Linked DNA regions of Mus musculus: regions 1 and 3 are each linked to region 2. The links are chromatin contacts, called in public Hi-C maps. All regions are on one chromosome and are shown on one strand. Each heading gives the region's core, a stretch centred on a gene start, on an enhancer-like site or on the middle of the called end of the contact. The rest is flanking DNA. Distances are from core to core; before and after follow the strand shown.

What was found. Hi-C and Micro-C count contacts between places; a contact is called where the count stands out from the background.
Region 1: a contact with region 2 is called in a Hi-C map of bone marrow-derived macrophages, with 29 read pairs. The contact joins two enhancer-like sites. A contact is called at or near these places in 1 of 15 datasets of contacts at CTCF or cohesin (large pre-B cells), 72 of 484 Hi-C or Micro-C datasets (B cells, the BV-2 cell line, the Ba/F3 cell line and 43 more) and 12 of 115 datasets of contacts at active chromatin or transcription factors (bone marrow-derived dendritic cells, embryonic basal ganglia, embryonic fibroblasts and 5 more).
Region 3: a Hi-C map of bone marrow-derived macrophages shows a contact between it and region 2, with 34 read pairs. The contact joins two enhancer-like sites. A contact is called at or near these places in 1 of 15 datasets of contacts at CTCF or cohesin (the NIH/3T3 cell line), 8 of 484 Hi-C or Micro-C datasets (the HL-1 cell line, the N1E-115 cell line, bone marrow-derived macrophages and 3 more) and 7 of 115 datasets of contacts at active chromatin or transcription factors (cardiomyocytes, embryonic basal ganglia, embryonic stem cells and 1 more).

Annotation. Positions count from the first base shown.
Region 1 is chr2:166,419,236-166,422,285 of GRCm38.p6, forward strand. No RefSeq gene overlaps it. Among named protein-coding and RNA genes, the nearest start is that of Gm30796, 16 kb to the left of the region's middle. Within about 2 kb of position 1,271, at least 32 of the 459 cell types and tissues checked have an H3K27ac peak or open chromatin away from gene starts, as enhancers often do. A contact at or near this core is called in bone marrow-derived macrophages, where this site is marked.
Region 2 is chr2:166,106,782-166,110,052 of GRCm38.p6, forward strand. The region is part of intron 3 of Sulf2 (sulfatase 2); the gene reads right to left. Among named protein-coding and RNA genes, the nearest start is that of Gm52534, 12 kb to the right of the region's middle. Within about 2 kb of position 1,745, at least 11 of the 459 cell types and tissues checked have an H3K27ac peak or open chromatin away from gene starts, as enhancers often do. A contact at or near this core is called in the N1E-115 cell line and bone marrow-derived macrophages, where this site is marked.
Region 3 is chr2:166,397,450-166,400,838 of GRCm38.p6, forward strand. No RefSeq gene overlaps it. Among named protein-coding and RNA genes, the nearest start is that of Gm30796, 5.8 kb to the right of the region's middle. Within about 2 kb of position 1,787, at least 110 of the 459 cell types and tissues checked have an H3K27ac peak or open chromatin away from gene starts, as enhancers often do. A contact at or near this core is called in the N1E-115 cell line and bone marrow-derived macrophages, where this site is marked.

The DNA.
Region 1 (3,050 bases), core at 21-2,520, 310 kb after region 2:
GTGGAAAGGGTGGGGTGGAGCACAGCAACACCCCCCCCCAATCTCCTCTCTGCTTCAGTGTCTGTCCAGCTCTTGCCGCCCCCAGGAGACATTTCCATCCTTCTTGGGGAATTTTCCTCCTGCTCAAAATTAGACATGCTCTGATTGCCAGCAGATTCACTGACGGGAGCCTCGGGTCCTAGAGAATGTAAGGCCACGTCTGTCACTCCATGGGGAACTGTCCTACTCAGTACCAATGAGCTATGACCCCTAGAAACTCAATTAAAGCACAGGGCACTTAAAGAGTGATATTTGAATTAGATCCGATTTTGCCCCCCGGGGGTCCAGGTTGGAGACACGAATGAGCTACTGGGTTTTGTAATGATCTCAGATGTTCAGTTCACAGAATAAAACAAATTCCCACGTGGGGTCCAAGTGCTGTCACTCACTATCGGGAATGTCATGAGATTGTTTGGCCCTGTCGCGTGCTCAGAAAACAGCTGACATTTAACAAAGGTGAGTTAGTTGTCAGAGAGAGCAATAATGAACAATATTGAAGTAGGTCACTTTCATTCTCCCAGCTAGTTGTGTGCCCTGCTTTAGAGCGAAATTCCTTCCCAGTGTTCGTCCACGGCTTCCTTCCAAGTAAAACTCATTAGAGAGATTTCTTTGGGGGATTTTTTTTTTCTTTTCCTTTCTCTGCTTCTTTTCTTGACTCTGGTTAAATAAATTATTGATTTGTTTTCAAGATAATTTAAGGGGTGATACAGTTGTGATTTAATAACTGTGGCCAAAATGCATTCAAAGGAAACACACTTAAGGGGTTCAATTAGGGAATCTGATTTTGTTTTTGTTTTTTTTTAAATAATCAAACCAACCAAGCAATGAGCCACCATCATGGGGACTCCTGGGTGGGCTGGATGGGCACAGAGCATCGTGTGAGCTTTAATACTGCAGGACAAATGAACTAAAGGAAAACAGACATCAGAGGCTGGGGAGGTCCTGGCAGACAAGTGTCATCCCAGGGGAATTATGGGCCTGCAGGGACCATGGACATCAGGCCCAGGTCACAGTTGTTCATAAGTTTAGACATCCAACTTCAAAGACACCAAATCAAAAGAACTGGGCACACCCAGTTTTGAAGACCAAAGCTTCCTTGTTCAGATGCTATGGCCTCTTGTCTGTCCCAGAACAGCTGCTTAGATTGGCTTCACCACGGGGCCTGTGCTCTGGAACCACGGCAACCACCCCAGGTCCCTTTGCAAAGAGCAGCTTCCTCATCCTGAGCCGGTCATATCCCCAGCCTCGTGGGGCCTGAGAGGAACAAGTCTGAGTCACACGCTCACCCCTGGAAACTGTGGAAACCAGTCAATGCCTGGCTCCCGGAGGCAGCTCCCAGCACTGAAGTGTCTAAGGAGCACTAAGAAGATTCCGAGACAACGCTTGTGAGAAAGCACATCATTGGGGGGGGGGGGGAGTGTCATCTGTTTGCTGACCCCACAGGCAGCAGGACCAGCCAGGCTCCTCATCCTCCTGCATCTGCTTGTCCTTTCCCACATGCTGGGCTGTAGCCCTTCAACCTCTAAGCCCAAATGAACCTTAATGACGTTGACACCTGACAAGAAGGTATTGAGTGGACTAATGAAATCAAGACAATCTCACACACACACACACACACACACGCCACAAGCCATCATAACCTAGACAATCCTTCACGGAGACATCTCCCAGTTGACTCTAGTTTGTATAAAGTGGGCAATTAAAACTAAGCATCCATCGGACCTCAAAGAAGGGGATCGGGAGTGATTGAGGATAGAGTGAGCTCCTGATGTCCTTGGGCCTCCACACAATGTGCACAGATGTGTGTGCATACATGTGCATACACTTCATGCACGCACATAACAGACATGCTTGGTGGTTTGAATGTTTGCCCATTAGGAGGTGTGGCCTTATTGGAAGAGGTATGGCCTGTTGGAGCAAGTGTGTCACTTCATAGGTGGGCCTCGAGGCCACCTATGCTCAGGCTCCACCCAGTATAGAAGAGAACCTCCTCCTGGCTACCTACAAAAGAGCACCTCCTCCTGGTTGCTTTCAGATAAAGATGTAGAACTCTCCACTCCTTCAGCACCATGAGCACCTGCACGCTGCTATGCTGCCTGCCATGATGATAATAGACTGAACATCTGACAGTGAGAGCCAGCCCCAATGAAATGTTTGCCTTTATAAGAGTTGCCTTGGTCATGGTGTCTTTTCACATCAGTGAAGCCCTAACTAAGACACATGCTCGAAGAGTCACCGTTTAGGGTTGACTGTGTGCCAGTCTAAGCTCTTTGTACTTTAAATACCATTTACGTCTCTACAATCTGAAATTAGCATTCTGTTCGGTGACTTTCTCAGGATCGTCTAGCTGGGATGTGGAGTCAGGTACATGGTGGCACTGGCCTTTCTAAAGATGAGGGTGACCTTAACCGAGGCTATCCCCTGCAAAGGGGAGGTCACTAAACCCTGCAGCCACGCATCCTGCCTGACCATCCTAGATAATGCATTCTGGGTGGTGGAAGATTTGCCATCCCAGGCGCATTCGTAGAATGCTTGTCCTAGGTTCATTCCCCAGCAGTAAGTACATTTTTTTAAAAAAAGGTAGGAATCCTTTCTAAAAGGTTACATGGTGTCTGCTGCCTTACTCTCTTAATGACTCTGAAATATTCTAAAGTAGTACATTTTGCTATCTCTTCTAAAGTGTAACTACATTTCCTAGATATTCATGTCAGAGAACAGTCTTTCATGGCCCAGGGCTTCCTGTAGCCTTTAGAGCCAGGCCTGCCTTAAACACTTCATGTTGAACTCAACATCAGCTGCTGAGTGAGACACTATTCAGGAGCCACCCCTGAAGGTTGTTTGTGAGAGGGTCAGGGTTTGGCATTCAGGCCCCAAATGTCATCTCTAGTGTCTGTTGATATGATATCAATGCCCACGTTTGTTCCACGGTCTGTTGAGATGGCTATTTTCATTGTCAACAGACTCTGAACTCCACTAGGAGTCAAAGCTCTAGGCGTGTGTGTCTACGAGGG
Region 2 (3,271 bases), core at 495-2,994:
TGCAGAGGACCCCAGGGCATCAGGCCAAGGCTGGGCAGTGGGTGCAGGGGACCTGGAGGGGGTTGCTTGAGTTTCTAACTGAATGCAGGCTTCAGCCTCCCCTGCCAGACTCAGGCAGCTGTAGCAAATGACAGAGTCCATTCATTTCCAGAAAACCTCGTTAGCTGGGAGGGAGGCTAGCTAGCATCAGGGAGAGGCTCTATGGCCTGTTGATTCACTATCAGGACAAACTGGCCTTGAACTCTCAAACCTGCCTCAGCTTTCCAATGCTTGGATTATAGGTGTGCACCCCCACACCTTTATGAAGTGATGTGGATTAAACCCATGGCTTCCTGTGTGCTGGGCGAGTGCTCTCCCGACTGAGCTATACTGTTGGCCCTTTCCTTTTAATGTGTGTATGTATGCCTGTGGTGTTTGTGTGTGGTATTATGTGTGTATGTGGTGTATTGTGCAGGCGTGGGGTAGTGTGTGTGTGTAGTGTAGTGTCTGTGTGTGGTGGTGTGTGTGTGTGTGGTATGGAGTATATGTGTATGTGTGTGCATTCCTGTGTGTGTGTGTGTGTGTGTGTGTGTGGTGAGTGTGTGTGGTGTGGGCTGTGTGTGTGTGTGCATCCCTTTGGTGTGTGTGTGTGTGTGTGTGTGTGTGTGTGTGTGTGAGCATTAGCATAGGCTAATGTCAGATATCTTTTTGGATTATTCTCCACCTTATATGCTGAGGTAGGGTCTCCCACATGAACCCCGACTTCACCAGTTCTACCAGCTTGTTCCAGGGATTTCATCTTCTTTGGAGACTGGGTTACAGATGGGCATTCGTACCCCGCCTTTTACCAGGATGCTGGGGATCGGGCCTGGTCCTTGTTGGCTTCCCCACTAAGCCATCTTCCCAGCCCTCTGCCCTCTCAACTGCAGACGTGCAGAAGGGTGGGGCAGAGGGGCAGACAATCCACAGCAGCCTTTACAGCAGGACTGGAGGATCCATCAACTATAGGAAATTCCCATTACCTCAGGGAGCGTGACATATCAGACCCCTCGGAGCTGCTCTCAGAGGTATCTCACCAATGGCCCTTTCCTATAATAATGAGTTTGCCGTATTTCCTCCCAAAAGGAATTCACAGTCGAAAAATAATTTCCTATGCCAGTCATCTCCCAAAGTTGAAAGAACATTAGAACAGCAATCTTCAAGAAAAATAAAAGCTGGGAGATTTATAACAAAGGGAGGCTTCAACCGGAAACGTCTCTGGCACATCCGTCAAGGAGACATGAGGTGGCAGTCAGGTGCCAGCAAGGAGACAGATTCCCTGGGAGGCTGCTGGTTCCCAGCGCAGGCTGGTGGGCGCTTGGTATTTGCAATTCAAATACTGGTTGCCCCTGCCATCAGGGACAGAATTTTCAGAAATAAGGAATCTCTTGGAAAAGTTTCACATTCAATTATAACAGCTTTCCTGTCAGATCTAATGCTAGGAAACTGAGCACATTTATAACTGCCAAAAACCTAAAACCAACCAACCACCACCCACAACAACAACAAAAAAAACCCCTTCCTTATTTATATAGAAAATAGACTCAGATTCAATACTCAGAACAATAAGCATAAAATAATCCCCCCACACACGAATGACTTGGAGGGTAGTGTAGAAGGCATGTGGACTGCAGAGCGTCCACCAAAGTCCCTTGCTTCATTCAGGATACAGCCAGCATCCTGTATCACTGTGTTCATGGATTTGGCCCATAGGGGGCGCTGTGCTTCCTTGAGAAAAAGGCTTGCAATTAAGTGGTCTGAAGCCTAAGAGGCCCTCCCTCCCATGAGTTGGTGTGAGTTAGCCTCCTGTTTGCAGAGTTAAAACCCAGTAGGCAGGCATGGAGCTGTGGTCCCAGCACTGGGGAGGTACTAGCAGGGGCATTGCAAGTTCAAGGGCCGCCTGGTTACCTAAGAAGACCTTGTTTCAAACATCAAACAAAACATGAGGTTTTGGGCACTGAAGCCTTTCTTCTGTCCCATGTCTACTGAAGTCAGGCCTGAGGGTGGCTCTGGAAGGGAGGACAGTGACAGGTGGGGGGTTGAACACATGAGCCATATCGTGACTCTCCAGATACCCACTCTGATCCTGGTACCTGCACAGTGTGTGACCTTATCTGAGCCCTAGCTTCTGTGATCAAGTTAAAAGAAGTTAAAAGAAGCTTACATCGATCGGGTCAGGGGGAACTGCAGGCCAGTGCTGTCAACGGGGAAATCTGGACACAGATGCCTGGATCTGAGAGCCACGAGGAGAGAGAGGCAGAGCCTGGGGAGCCTGGGATATGGAGAGCTGAGGAGGCTGGAACAGAAGTCCCCTGGGGACAGCCGATTTGGGATGTCAGAGGAGAAGCACCTCCTGCTTTAAGCTCCTGGGTTGTGGCTCTGGGTCTCTGCAGTTCTCGGGAACCTGTGTGTGGCTGAGCGAGGCTGAGGGACAGTCAGGGATCAGACGGACACCTGGACCTCCCCACCCCCATACCTCATCCTCAGGGGACTGAGGACACACACCTATGCTTACTCCACTTTTCCTTATTTGTGTGTGGCGTGTGCATGCATACATATGTATTCATGTATGTACATGTATGTAAGGATACTTGTACATGGGAGTGTGGAGGAATATCCAGTATCTTCCTCAATCATCCAGCCCCCCTCTCCAACAGTTGGTAACTTTTTAAAAATATATATTTATTTATCTGTGTGTGTGTATGTGTGTGTGTTTGTGGGGGTGCGTGGGTGCAGCATATGTGTGGAGACCAGAGGACAACTTGCAGGAGTTGGTTCTCTCTTTCTACTGGGTGGGTTCTGCAGCCCATCTCATCAGGCTTGGCGGCAAGCACCTTTACCTGCTGAGGCATCTTGCTTGCCTCTCTACCTTAGTGTTCAAGCCATCTCTTACTGAACCGGAAGCCCCCCAACTGGCTAGGCTGGCCGGCTAGTGATTCCCAAGGACTCTCTTGTCTCTGTCTCTCCAGGGCTCGTGAGAGGCAGTAGCTGCCATGCCTGGCCTTTTCTGTGGGTCCCGGGGAAGAAACTCCTCGTTTATTGATGGCTCTGCAGACAGAACGGTCTCCCAGCCCCCACGCTTCCTCTCCCTCCCAAGGACTTTCACTGCATGAATTTGTGGGACCTGGTCACACCGTCCTTGGGGTGATGCATATTATGGGCACTGGGCAACTTATCCACATCGTAACACTGCTGTAGAGAAGGGAAACTGAGCATCAGGGAAGCGTCCCAGCTCACAGTCACAAGTAATGTT
Region 3 (3,389 bases), core at 537-3,036, 290 kb after region 2:
CAAGGACTGGAGTTAGTTCAGCCGTTAAGAGCACTTGCTGCTCTTACAGAGGACATAAGGACCTGAGTTAAGTTCCCATTACAAAGTTGGGTGGGCCACATCTGCCTGTAACCAGGGATCTGATGACTCTGGCCTCTGTGGGTCTGCGCTCATGTGCAGTACCCCCACACGGACATATGTGCACACATATAATTAACAATAATAAAAATAAATCCTTTTAAAAGATTTACATACAAAAGAAGCTGGTTTGAAGAGAAAGACTAGAAGCCCTCCATCACCCAGGCTTCAAGTCGCAAACAGGGCATGTACAAGGAAAACCCAGGCTATACAGATGTGGGAGAGGTGGGTGCTATGTGAATGCCTTCTAAGTGTCCCCTGCCTCCAACCCAGTGCTTCTGGCTTTCCCCTCTGCTCAATAGCCCATTCCTATTCTTGGAAGTCCATTTCCCTTGCTCAGTGATCTTGCTTCTTGGCTCACCTTTATTTCTGTTTCTCACCATATGTGCCCAGTGTAGTCCTTTGTCTTGAGACACGAGAACCTAGATGGTTCACCAGAGAGTCAGGCTCGTACCTGTTACAGTGTGTTACCAAGCTTTTCCCTTCCAAGTCTCAGGCTCTCCTCAAAGCTGCTGCTGCTGTTGCTGCTGCTGCTGCCGCCGCCGCCGCCATTGCTCCTGCCTCTGGGAGGCACCTCTTCCTGCCAGCCCCACTCCCTGTCCCCAGGTGCCTGTCCTTACTACGTCACCTGTGCAAATGTGTCACATCCACCTCAGGGCAGATGGCACGAGCCACTGTCAAGCAGTGCATCTTTTGCTTAGTGTGTGTTGTAGGTTAAGCCGTCTCACAGAGTCGGGTAAGCATCCCATGACCTCATTTGCTCGCCCATGAGCTCCCCAGTGTCCCAAGCAATGCTGAGCTGGATTCATTTGCCTAAAGGCGTCCAGATGTATGTCAGCACTCCATTCCCCACAAAACCCAGTTGAGAAGCACGGCCTTTGGGAGTAGTTAAGTCACGAGACCATGCCTTGATGGAAAGTGGCCCTCAGCGAACGCCAGCTCTTCCAGAACCTTGACCTCAATCTTCTCAGACCTAGAAACCTAAGAAATAATCCTATTGTCATTTGTCCACTCTGGGGTGTAGCACTGAAGCTACCAAGGCTCATTAAATATGGCTGAAGTGGGATCCAGGATGCAGCAGGACAGAGGAAGGAGGACTAGGGAAGAGAAGTGAGGATCCACCTTAGTGGCCAAGGACAGAGCGAGCTCTGACCTGATCTGCCAGGCCTGACCCAGACTCTGAAGAAGCGGAGGCAACCCCAGCCGCTGCAGTGAGCGCCCCAAGAAGCCAACAGCTGTGGGCTCACTGAAAAATCTCACTTAAGCCTCTTCCTTTTCCATCCCGCTATCCTTGGAGTCAATCAGCCTTGTGCATCCTTGTCCCTGGCTCTGGGTCTGTGCTCTGACCAGTCCCCTGTGCTCGCCTGCCCAGCACACTGGGCTTCAGAGAGCTTGCTTAATCCACTTCTAAACTGTACATTTAAACAAACCTCTGGACTGATGCAGGCAGCTGTGCGTGACCAGCACACGGAGAGCCTCACCCTGGAGCATTAACCCCATTTATTAAAACTGCTGTAACTACCAGGATTTCAGCATCTCTAACTCAGAAACATGTGTCCTGGGCCCCTCCTCCCGGCCCCAGCTCTGATGCTGAAGGACAGCTAGGGTGGGAGGGAGGGAGGTAGGGAGGTGGGAGGCAGGAACTGCCCTGCCTGGGTTAAATATTTAAGAGGAGGCTGGCTAGCCAGCCAACCAAAATGTGCTTTCCCCAGCGTCAGCCTGGGGGTGGTGAGGGTGCAGAAAAAGCAGATCTAGTTTCTTTCCATGACTAAACCTCCCCACAGCAAAGGGCCGAGGCTGAGGTCATCCTGACACCTTTCTCTGTGACTTCAGTGGCTCATCCAGCCCCTGACTGATGACATTTAAGTTCCAGGCCCAGCCCATGCATCCTGCTGGGACAACATTTTCCAGGCACTTCACACTCACGCTGAAGCTCTGGGCGATCTCCTGGGCCAGCTCCAGGAACCTGCTATGCAATTATTTGGCTAGTCTTTTAAAACTGGCCTGCCTTGGGCCTGGTTAAAGTTGGTAAAGTTTTCACCTCAGAAGCATGAGGGCCTGAGTCCAATCCTCCAGCACCCAGGCAAGGTGACATACATCTGTCACCACAGTGCTGGGGTGTGGGTGACCGATTAGCTCCCAGGCCAGCTACTCATACCAAGTTCTGGAGCTCCTGACAACACCCCCTCATCATGCCTCAGCCACCAATTCTGAGCAGACACAGCCTCAGCCTCTGGGAAGCAGCAGACTCATCTCCCTATATGGGTGCAGGTGCCTAGTGCGTGTCCCTCCTGCCTCAGGGTGTCAGCCATGAGGTTGGGGGAAGGGACCTTTCTCACAGCACCTGGGTGACAAGGATGCTTCTTGTGGCACTCAGAGGGAGCCGAAGTGTGGGCTGCACCCACACCTCTATCAAACGTGGGAGTGGTAAACGCAAGCTTGGTCACTCTGAAAACAGGGTCAAGCTGGGTGTCTGTCATAGTTTCTGAGCCCAGCTCCTTGGGTCCTGAAGGTGCCACGAGCTTAGCCAGGCAGAACACTGACAGGCAGGCAGGCAGACAGCACAAACTAGTATTTTTTGTTTTGTTTTGTTTTCTTCTTGGTTAGCTACCAACTCTTCTGTTTTGTTTTGTAATCAATAGATTTTTGCTTCTGGCTCTTCTCAAAACATCAGAGGACCTGTTCACATTGTGCCCCCTTCCTCCATGTAGGGAAAGACACCCTGACTCTTGCATATTATAAAAATCAAGCCAAATGCTGTTGCTGTTTTTAGTCATGAGAAGCCTGGGTTTAAATTTGGCTTCTGAACCCATAATCAATTAAGCAGGTGTCGAGAAGGTGGCGCTGAACTTCCTTAATGAGCACGGGAACAGGATGAGAAAAGGCCACGTGGCTAATTCTCCCTCTCCACCTGTCGATGGCTCTGCCACAGGGGCTTCTGGGAGGAACCTGCTGTGGCCCTCTGACTGAAGGAAGCGGGTCGGCTGTGACCTTGGGGACTGCAACTCCACACAGAAATCACACGTGCCTATTTTTTTCCTTGATTCCTCGGCAGTGAGGCATAGCCCAGAAGGTGAGCCTCTAAGTTTACCCACATAGAACCCAGAAACCTGCCGCCCCTAGCCTAGCACCCCAACCCCACCCCAGTCCTCCCCCTTTCTCTCTCTAGCCCTCCTTCTCGAATTTTCCAACCTCCACTTGTACCATAGGCCCAGCTGCCCAGCAGAGCCCTAGAAGCTACTGTTTCCTCTCCCCCACCCTCCCCGACCCCA